Regions from separate parts of the Mus musculus genome. Here region 1 is linked to region 2. Evidence: chromatin contacts called from public ChIA-PET data. All regions are on one chromosome and are shown on one strand. The core of a region is the stretch at or near the end of the contact, and the rest is flanking DNA. Distances in the headings are between cores, read along the strand shown.

Region 1 (5,593 bases), core at 1,298-3,797, 320 kb after region 2:
GATCCAACTAAGACTTGAAGGACTACACTCGATAGGACAGGCGAGGATGGCCATTCCTGTCTGACTCTGACCTGAGAGCATCTTGGGTCATGCCCCTGTGGTATTGCTGGCTTGGATGAGCCCTTGCTTCTGAGATACTGTGCTGTCTTCCTTCCATTCCTGGTTTCTTCAGGGCTTTTACTGTGGAGAGAGGTGGGATTTTGTTGACTTTTTTGTGCACCTACAGAAATGATCGTGTCATTTCTTTCCCCAAGTTTTATTTATGTGTTCTGTGAACAGGACGGTGATTGCTTGGAGAGGTTCTGGAAAGAACCTTGGGCCAAGGAATGAATATCTGGGGCTTTCTCCTTTCTTCTCATACCACGATGGTTCTCCCTTTCTTTGCTTCCCTTTTCTGCTTCCCTTCCAGAAGGATATCATCTCCTGACCTAGTTTTAGGCACCTCATGTCTGGGTACTGAGCCAGGTCTTTCCCGGGCCCAGCACCGTTGCCCCTCTTTCTGGCATGGGTCTTCCCAAAGATTATCATATGCTTCCAGCACCCGTGGCTATTGTGAATTGTGTGTGACAGAGAGCATAAAAATCCTTGATCCTCAAAACAACCTGGTGGCAGCGAGGCTCACTAACCCACAAGCCACACCCACTGCCAGCTGGTGGTAGAGACAAGACAGCTGTATCTAGGACAAGGGGCATTAGTACACTGGTCACACCCTGCAGGCTCTAACACATCTGCTATTTTTATGACACACTGAAAAGCCAAATCAACACTCCACACAACGCATCAAATGGTAAAAGAGGCAGGTGGAGCATGGAAGACTGCTGGCCTTCTAGGGCCCTCAGACATAAAAAGCAGTCAGGTGGGTCTTGCTTTAGGGGCCCAGGCTGGAGCATGGGTTCCACCCAGGACAAAGTCTGGAGTGAAATGCTTGTCATCATTCCCTGGCTACATCACTAGTCACTGTGGAGACTGTGTGGCTCTTACCAAACCACTTGTCTCTTTGGGTCCTTCCCCAGATGCTCCTGCACGCATTGAAGGTCACGTGACTGAACATGATCAAAGCAGATGCTCTCAGCTTCCAGGCCTGGATCAGAAAAGTCACCTACAAGCTCTGAAAGACAACACAACACACACACACACACACACACACACACACACACACACACACACACAGCACAGGAGAGCCACTTTAAACTCGGCCCCTGGAGGAGACCTGCACTGGACTGGGAACACCTACTTCTGGTTTCCTGTGAGGAGACCCGGGAGATAGATGCACAGGTTGGGGGACATGTGATGGGGATTGGGCATCACAGAGGATGAAGGGTGGCTGTGACCTTAACCAGCACTTGGCATGATTCATTTTCTCCCTAAGCACTGCTTAGCTACACCAGGGCGAAACTGGTAGAGATGGGGGCTTCCCTGGGGCCCTGGATTCTCCAGGAGGAAGCAGGAAAACAGGAGTAGGCGTTATGACTGCACATTGAAGGTATAGGCAAACGTTGCTTACAGTGGAAGCTGAAATAAGGACAGGGTAAGGGAGCCAGGGACAAGGGACCAATTCAGTCCCTTGGGGCTGGATGGCAGGAATTGGATGCTTGGGACATTGAGCTGGAAGGTCGAGATGGGGGTGACAGTGAGGTGTTTGAAGGTGAGAACATGTCCTAGCAGTTACCAGGGCTGGCATGGTCAAGGGCATGGCCGTGGGCAGGAGAGGCTGAGGAGGTGAGGCCCAAGTTCTCTGGAAGAGACGGGGCTGTGAAACCAAGAGAGATGAGCATGAAACATGCTATGAAAGAGAACCCTGGTGAGGAGAGTGACCATGAGCTGGCAGCTGTCATTGTCAGCAACAAAGGAAGTAGGTGGTAAGGGGAGAATGTGTGAGTGCCCTGAAAAGAGGCAAGGCTTTTAGGGAAGGGAGATGGCGGCTCAGAAGAACTGCACAGAGCAAGGAGGGTGCCTTTCCCAACCCTGGCTCTGTATGGGGCAGTTGTGTGGGGACAACGCCTCCCAGAAGCCTACAGGGGGAGCAGAGACCTTAAAGAGAGCCAAAGGGAGCCGGGCATGGTGGCGCACGCCTTTAATCCCAGCACTCGGGAGGCAGAGGCAGGCAGATTTCTGAGTTCGAGGCCAACCTGGGCTACAAAGTGAGTTCCAGGACAGACAGGGCTGCACAAAGAAACCCTGTCTCAAAAAACCAAAAAAAAAAAAAAGAGAGAGAGAGAGAGAGCCAAAGGATGAGAAGCCAGACTGAGTGGGCTGTGTCTATAACTCTGGCATTCGGGGAGTCTGAATCAGGAACATGGCAGGCTTGAGGCCAATAAAAACTACATGAAACCAGAAAGGGACAAAAGAGCAAGAAGAGACAGAGGGAGCAGGGACACACACACACACACACACACACACACACACACACACACACACACACACACACGGCAGCACTATGGAAGAGCTGTTAGTCCTGAAAATCTGGAAACAACCTAGACCCTTGGTGCTGAGGGGATCCATAGACAGCAGAGGAGGCCACAGCAGGACTCAACACAGAGAAAGTGAAAGTGGAGAGCCCCGAGGATCAACAGGACTGGAGGAGAGCAGGCAAGCACCCACTTGAAAACGGCTGGCTGCAAAGTATGGAACACAGCAGCACAGAACCATGCTGTATTCTATTTAGAAATCTACAAAATCATAAGCATATACTCAGGGAAGGATCCCAAGTGATGTCAGGGTCCTGGTTTTGTGGTTATGCACAGAAAAAAAAAGAGGGGTGAAAGGTGAGGAAGAACAGCTTGGGTGGTATCAAAAAAAAATTTTTTTTAACTTCTTAATGACCAGAAAAGAAAAAGAAAAAAAAGATTCACAAAGGGATGAAACAAAATACAGTAAAATGTTGTCTACTGCATAACCTGGGCTGCAGGTCCTCTAAGGTTGAAAGGTTTGTAAATTTAAGATAAGGCCTGGCTGGAGGTCAACACTTGGGGCCCCAGCACTTGAGAGGCTAAAGCAGAAGAATTGTTAAATGCAAGGCTACACTCCTTCTCAGAATAGAAGAAGAGAGGAAAGGAAAGGAAGGCAGGAAGGGAAGTGGGATGGGGCAGGGAGAATATGAGGAAAGAAATAGAAAAGGAAAAAAAAAAGCCAGGTGAGGGAATTATAATACAGCACAATAATCAAGACATTGCAGTCAGACTGAGACTCTAAAAACAAGCCCATACGTTTAAGGGCAACTGATCTTGACAAATGTGCCAACACAATTCAGTGGAGAAAAATAGTCTTTTCCGTAAGTCGTTCTGGGGCTGCAGAGATGGCTCAGCAGTTAAGACAACTAGCTGTTCTCATAGAGGACTTGGGTTCAACTCCCAGCACCCACCTGGCTCACAACTTCCAGTAACTCCAGTTGCAGCTGATCTGTCTCCCTCTTCCCGCCTCCATGAGAGCCTGGTCCCCATGTAGTATATATATCCACACACGCAGGCAAAACAGTCATACATATAAGATAAAAAGAAATCTTTAGGGCTGGAGAGATGGTTTGGTGCTTAAAAGCACTTGCTACTCTTGCAGAGGACCTGGGTTCAGTTCCCAGCATCCACCTGTGGTTCACAACCATCTCTAACTCTGGTTCCAGGGGATCCAATGCTTTCTTCTGACCTCTAAGGGCTTTTGTACCCATGTGATACATACACATAATACACTCAGGCACACACATATACAATTCAAATAAAATAAATAAATATTTTTTTAAACAGTAGCTCTGATAGCTGGGTGTGCAGACTGGTACACATATGAGCTCAGATGGATTGAAGAGCTGAGCAGAGGAGCTAACACTATAAAACTCCTAGCAGAACGTGGGAGATGATTCTATGTTGTATATAGGAACCCTGCATAGCCACGGATGCCGCAATGGTTTGGTGTGCCAAGAAAACACAGGAACAAAATAGAGGACAAGTTAGAGGCTATCATGGTGAGCATCCCCAGGAAGCAAAGAGATAGCACAAAGAATAGGAGGAACTATTTGCAAGCCACCCAACGGAGCTCTAGCACTCACATCAAAATCTGATCAAACAAAGATATGTGAAAGGCATGGGCAGATTCTCTTTCTCCAAAGAAGATGCGCAAATGTCCAATAAGCACATGATGAGATGCTCAACGCCAGCAGTCAAAGCCACAGGCTACCCCTTCACACCTCCTATGCTGTCCCTCATCAAGACAGTCAAGAATGAGTAATAGCAAGCTGTTGAGAGGTTGTAAGTTAGAATTACCACACATTACTAGAGGGCATGGGAAATAGCAGCTCTCCATGTAAACAGTGCTGGAGGCCCTTAAGAAGTCAAATATGGTTCACATCTAACCTGGAAACCTCACTCCTCCCTACACCCATACCCCAAAGAATCAAAGATATGCTTACATGGAAACTTGTAAGCAATAATCATGCAATGTTCTTATGATAGTCCCCAAACGAAACAACTCTGATGTCTATCAGCTGACAAAAAGATGTAAGACATGTGCCTTGTCCATAAAAATGGAATATGATTCATCAATACAAACAAATGAAATGCTGATATAAACTCTGACATAGGTGAGTTCTGAAAGCATTGCATTAAATCAAAGAAATCAGACACAGAAATCTCCTATCCTATGATCCTATTTACATGAAATGCCCTCGAAAGGTAAATTCACTGGATGCAGTAGTGCATGGCTTTAATCCCAGCACTCAGGAGGAATAGGCATGAAGATCTCCATGAGTTCCAGGACAGCCTGGTCTACATATCAAATCCTATTCCAACCTGGGCTACATAGTGAGACTTTGTCTCAAAAGAAAGAAAGGTAAACACACACACACACACACACACACACACACACACACACACACACACACACACACACAGAGAGAGAGAGAGAGAGAGAGAGAGAGAGAGAGAGAGAGAAGCAAACCAAAACAGAGGGAGAAAGCAGATTACTTGTTGCTGAGAGGGCGAGGTGTTGAGAATAGAGACTATGTTTCTTTTTGAATTAGAGAGTGGTGGTCACATATCCTTTGATGCATTAAAATCCGCTGAGTTTTATGTTTTTAAAGGATGAATTTAGGAGTTCATAAATTAAATCTCAAGGTTGGATGGAGGACTCAGTGGGTGAAGGTGCTTGCCACAAAGCCCAAGGACCTGAGTTTAATCCCCGGGACTCCACATTGTAGAAGGAGAGAACTGACTCTAGGAGGTTGTCCTCTGAGCTACATATGTGTGTCATGACACACATTAAACGTGCCAAATACCTATGGGCTGGAGAGATAGATCCAGAATTAAGAGTACATGCTACTCTTTCAAAAGACCTGAGTTCAGTTCCCAGGACCCAGAGCATCAGGTCAGCTCCAGGACGTCCAATGTTCTCTGGCTTCTGTGGGCACCTGAACTAATGTGCACACACCTATGCACAGAAATGCATGCATCCACATATTCTTGGTCTTAAAAATAAGAATAAGTCTTAAAACTAATAAGAGAAAATATCAGTATCAATTAAGATGCAAACCTAAAACCTGGGATTGAATCTATATTTTACTAGAGTGGCCTTGGCAGAAGGCTTCTTGCCTCTTCCCTGAACCTTAGTT
Region 2 (5,704 bases), core at 1,528-4,027:
TGTCTTCATGGTTTACTGTATAACATTGAGACAGCCACTCTCCTATGTGGCTTTTGCTGACCTTGGAGTCATTTCCTCTTAGAGATGCAGTTGTAGGAGTTGACCTTGGGCAAGACACCAAACCTCTGAAACTTAGTTTCCTCGTTGGTAATAAAGAGGTGACAAAGCACCTTACTTTATAGCTGTGTCTTGGGCATGGAGTCATTCTTTAGGCACTATTTTTCTTACTTATCTCTTTAACTTGCAGTGCTAAGGATCGAACCCAGATCCTTATGCATGCCCACTGAGTTCCATGCTTAGCCAGAGTGTTTTATTCTAATATCGGTGATTTTTACTTCTAACGTTATTTAACTCATCTTCAAATCTCTCATCTCTGCCCCTTTGGTGTTATCACCTCATTATTTAGTTGCTTTTAAATCTTATCTTGAACCTTTCCTTGGGTCATTCTCAAGTCATTGGCTGCTTACCCTCTTGACTGGTTGTTTCCGGCTCGCCACCGCCGGTGGTGGCCTCCCTGTGTGCCCATCATTCTTCTAAGGTCTTCTTTAGTGGAATTTGGATCTTCTGTGCATAGACTCTGCTCCCTAGATGAGCTAAATTTTCTAAGAAGAGGGTTTTGCGTTTATTTGTGGCAGGGACAGTAAGACGTTCAGTGGCTGGGTGTGTTTTTTATGTTAAACATTCAGCCGGGGAAACTCTGACCTATGTCAAACTCAGTTATAAATATATCCTTCAATCCTGGGGTTCAGAGATTGCTCCTTGCTCATTTTAACGTTTGTGTTGCTGCTGTTGTTGCTGCTGCTGTTCGGAGATTGGGGCTTCACCCTATGACTTCTGTTAGCGCAGATTCTATCCATAGCCCAGGCTGCTCACCAAGCTGTGATCTCGCTTCAGCTGGGATTGTAAGTGTACACCATCATACTTGGGTCTTTCATCTATACACACCCCCAAACACACACACACACACCACCCCAAACCTCCTTGTGGTTTCCTTTAGCGAGGGTAGTTTTCGGTCTTCTTTCCACGAACAGAAAATGTCTTACTTTCAGCTGTATATCTCACTGGTTTCTGAGAACATCAAAACTCTTTTGCACCTCGGTGCCACATCCTCTCCAGGGTCACAGAGGCTTGCTGCATACAGTTTCACCTCTCAGCTGCTCTCCAGAACCTAACACTGTGTATTTCTTCATTTCTAAAGCACTCATTGGCTGAGCGGTGCAGTTGAGAGGCTACTGATCCAGTCCTGCAGCTGACCTGCCACCTACATTCCTTCTGTGGCCCCGCTCACAGGGTGGCTCACTCTGTTCTCTCCACCCAAAGTCTTCCCCCAGCCTCTTCCCCATCTGATTCTTTTCCATCTACAGGGTAGGTCTCCCCCAACTCCCAGTCTGTGTCAGATTCCCCGCCTAAGACTCTGGTGCTCTAGCCTGGTCTCTCTCTCCTTTCACATAGTCTTTGGTTACAATTGTGCGTTTTTGTTTGGGGATTCCCTAATAGATGTTGAGTTTTGCTGCCAGACACCATGTGTGCTGGGCTTTCTGCTGAATCCAGCTTCTGGTCATAGTTGAAGTTAGTAATGTCCCCACAAATATCATTAGAAGCAACAGCTGGCTGTCAAAATCTGTCTCTGAGCTGGGTGTGGTGGTGCACGCCTTTAATACAACACTTAGGAGATAGAGGCAGGCGGATTTCTGAGTTCGAGGCCAGCCTGGTCTACAAAGTGACAGGACAGCCAGAACTATACAGAGAAACCCTGTCTCCAAAAAACCAAATAAATAAATAATTAATTAATAAAAAAAAAAAACCAAAATCTGTCTGTCTCTGTCTCTCTCATGTGCCTGTGCACTGTCTCTATCTCTCCCTCCCTTCCCTCCCTCCCCTTCCCCTCCTTCTCCCCCTCCCCCCCTCTCTCATGTGCCTGTGTACTGTCTCTCTCTGCTTCTCTGTCCCTCTCCCTCCCCTCCCCCTCCTCCCTCTCCCATGTGCCTGTGCATGTGTGCATGCATGTACATGTGCATGCATTTGTTTCTGTAGCCCTGGCTGTCCTGGAACTCGATCTGTAGACCAGAATAGCCTTGAATGCAGAGATCTGCCTACCTCTACCTCCAGAGATTAAAGGATGTAAAGGCTGTGCAACATCATGCACGGCTAAAAAAAAAGAAAAAAAAATCCCTCTATTCATTACACCTCTGCTGGGTCACCATAGAGCAGGACCAGTTCTTGACTCTGCATGTGGGAGATCTCATTTATTCTCACTGTTGTCACCCCCATTTCACAGGCCGGGAAAGTGATGCCCACAAAGCTAAGTGAATGTGTCCCTTCCATACCCCTGGAGGTGAGCAGAAAAGCAACTGTTTTTGCTGTCCCCCATACAGATGACAAAACTGAAGTCTTGAGGGGTCAAGGCTCTTAACTTCTTTTTACTTTTTTGGTGTCTATTTATTTTATGCATATAAATGTTTTTGCTTGCATGTTTGTATGTGCAACGTATGTATGCCTGGTGCCCATGGAGTTCAGATCCCTTGACACGGGAATTGCAGACTACTGTGAACCACCATGTGGATGCTAGCAATCAAGCCAGGGTCCTCTGGAAGAGCAGCCTGTACTCTTAACTGCTGAGCCATCTCTTCAGCCCAAGTCCTAACTTCTTGCTGTGTCACTGTTAAGTTAGTGTAGGGTTACAGCCCAGAGCCTGAGCTACTCCAAACTGCTTCTTGCTCACACAGGACTGCAGTCAGCCTGATCCCCTCTGATGGCTGCTGTCCCGGTCACATGACTCCTGTCTCTCAGCATCTGTTCAGTGACTTCCTTACCAGCCCAGGCTGGGTCACTGTCTACTGCCTGAGGAGGCCTACAATCTCCTGCCAGAACAAGGGTGTTGTGGTCAGTTCTCCTGGACTGATGGAATTTCTCTTCCCACAGACGGATGGGCAAAATCACCTTTGAAGAGGTGAGATGGGTGCAAGGCTTTGGGGTACCAGCGGCTGTCGGGGTCTACCTGTTCTTTTCATTCCCTCTGCTGGGGTTCACTGTTTCCTATCCGTGGCTCCTGATCATCAAACTCGTGGGATGTGAGCCAGGAGAAGGCCCACAGGATGCCTCAGCCTTGCTAATGTCCCTCTAAGTGGAACACTGAGACAGGTCCCTTACACTGTCTAAGACCATCTGCCTCTGTCCACATCTACCATAGATCTCCAGTTCCCCCACATTGTAGGTTTTAGGAAAGAAGCATAGAGTGAATATGTGCTGGGCTTGTCATGAGAATCCCATGTAAGGTCTGGGGTGGCACTTAGGATCAAGCACACACTGACATCGCCTGTGTCAGTAGCCACATGAAGCAAGACCATCCTAGGTACCAAACTCCCTCTGAGTGGCTGGGTTTCATCCACTTAGAAACAGGAGCTTGGAAGCTAGTATAGTTGTAAACAAGAAACCGAGGGTCAGTCTGGTCTCCAGTGTTCTTCAAGGTCTCCTTAATAGTTTTTAATACGCTAAACTCTAAAGATAGGAGGCATGATGGCTATGCCTGTAATCTCAGTGTTAGGAGGCCAAGCAGGAGGATTGTGAGCTAAGAGAAAAGTAACCCTGAGCTACACAGTGGAGTCCTGACTGAAAAAAAAATTCCCCCAAATCAAAACAATACCCGCACCCTCCCACACACCCCCACAAAATCCTAAAGGCAAAAGTAATGAAAACCTGTCCCTCCCAGCACTCAGGAGGCAGAGGAAGGCGTATTTCTGAGTTCGAGGCCAGCCTGGTCTACAAAGTGAGTTCCAGGACAGCCAGGGCTATCCATAGAAACCCTGTCTCGAAAAAACAAACAAACAAACCAAGACCTGGGGCCACACCCACACCTCTCTATGAAGTCTAGAATGGGATTCCTTTGGGGGAATCCCATTTCTTAAAAACAACAACAAACCAACTCCTTATTTTTACATTTTATCGATGATGATGATGGTGGTGGTGGTGGTGATGATGATGATGGTGATGGTGGTGGTGATGGTGGTGGTGGTGATGGTGATTGGGTTTTTTAGAGATAGGGTTTCTCTGTGCAGCACTGGCTATCCTGAAACTTGCACTGTAGACCAAGTTGACCTTGTATTCACAGAGAACCATCTGCCTCTACCTCCCAAGTGCTGGGCTTAAAGGTATCTGCAATTTCTTTAAAATATTTTTATCAGGCCAAAGAGATAACTCAGTTCAATTCCTGTGACCCGCATGGTGGAAGGAGAAAGTCAGTTTCTGTAAGTCGTCCTCTGATCTGTACACATGCACATAGCATGCAGGTGGGGGACACACATGAAGTAAATAAGAATGTAAGGAAAGTTTAATCAGTTAGCGTGTATGGGTGCACAGACACACACACACACATCAGTCCACCATGGCCTATATCTGGACGTCAGAGAACAACTTTTAGAGCTAATTCTTTTTCTACCCTGGGCGTCCCAGGGACTGAAGTCCAGTGGTCAGGCTTGGTGAGAAATTCACATACACACTGATCCATCTTGCTAGCCCCAACTCATTAATTTTTTCTAATAACTTTAGATTTGAATAAAAGTTACAAAGACATGACAAAATGTTCCATACCCAATGTACAGTATTAATCTTTCCATAAACAAGCTGTGTTGGTTGTAGATCACCACTGCTGAGCTCTTAGTGACTCCAGACTTCATCGGAACGTCATTCTTTTTTTTTCCCACTGATCTCCAGACCATGGAGCATGTGACCTTCAGACTTTTGAAAAGTTCCCAGGCTTTTGTCTTGTTCTGCTTTCATAACTTTATTGTGTTTTTAAGAACCTGAGAAATTCCCAGTACTTTATAGGAAAAAAATCAGTGATGCTTGTTAGTGGAGGGGGGGACGGAGGGGGGGAGGAATGGGGGGATGCAAGAGCGTGGGGGGGGGGTAGGGGGAATGTCTGTAAGGACAGGGTCCACTGCAGTGTCTTTAAGGAACTGGGTAGTAGACAGCTACTAGGCTTAACTCCAAATAAGGCTTGGCCAAGTGGGAATTGATACCCAAGGGTAAGGGCAGGGAGTTGGGGAAGAGCCTGCTAGAACTGACCCAACAGGGTCTTTGCTGAAGGTGGCCAGTGTGGTTAGATATCACCCTCATAAGATCAAGTGGAGGATGAGTCGCCCTGGTCAGATAGGGGAGGGTTGCCTGATAGTGTAGGCAATGGTTCTTAGGAACTTGACCAAAGTTTGGCCAAGCAAAGACCACAGTTGGCACCTATCAAGCCATTGTCTCCCCAGATGTCACACTTCATCCTCCTCCCCTGACTTCCCCAGTCTCTTTCTCTCTCTCTGTTCCCGGAGGTTCCCTCCTGTTTATGGACTTGGCTGTGCACATTAGTGGCCTTCAGGAACTGGTATCACTCAGGATGTTGGGTGAGAACACTTCCAGCAAGCTGTACTCGTTAGATCCTCAGGGACCGCAGGTTAACGTCTTGGTGGCGAGAGATATCCCAGTGTGGGTATTTGGAGTGAGACTTGCAGATGGAGCTGAGGGTAGGCTGAGACTGTGTCAGTAGGCTCAGAGGGCAAAGGAGGAAGTTGACACACAGAAGGCTGTTTGGGTGGAGCCAGCTACATAGCTGGTACTGGTGTAGTCTGGCTAGATCGAGGGGACGTTAAACTGAGTCCTGGTGGGAGTAGTCTTAGCGAGATTGTGGGCGTATCCCTTTCCTGACTAGAGACGGCTC

Evidence for each region. ChIA-PET counts read pairs in DNA pulled down with a chosen protein or histone mark.
Region 1: an RNA polymerase II ChIA-PET map of memory CD8 T cells shows a contact between it and region 2, with 6 read pairs. The contact joins two enhancer-like sites. A contact is called at or near these places in 1 of 484 Hi-C or Micro-C datasets (nephron progenitors), 1 of 115 datasets of contacts at active chromatin or transcription factors (memory CD8 T cells) and 1 of 9 other capture datasets (embryonic stem cells).

The regions. Positions count from the first base shown.
Region 1 is chr8:94,733,319-94,738,911 of GRCm38.p6, forward strand. No RefSeq gene overlaps it. Among named protein-coding and RNA genes, the nearest start is that of Ccl22, 9.6 kb to the right of the region's middle. Within about 2 kb of position 2,548, at least 77 of the 459 cell types and tissues checked have an H3K27ac peak or open chromatin away from gene starts, as enhancers often do. A contact at or near this core is called in memory CD8 T cells, where this site is marked.
Region 2 is chr8:94,412,659-94,418,362 of GRCm38.p6, forward strand. No RefSeq gene overlaps it. Among named protein-coding and RNA genes, the nearest start is that of 9330175E14Rik, 20 kb to the right of the region's middle. Within about 2 kb of position 2,778, at least 35 of the 459 cell types and tissues checked have an H3K27ac peak or open chromatin away from gene starts, as enhancers often do. A contact at or near this core is called in memory CD8 T cells, where this site is marked.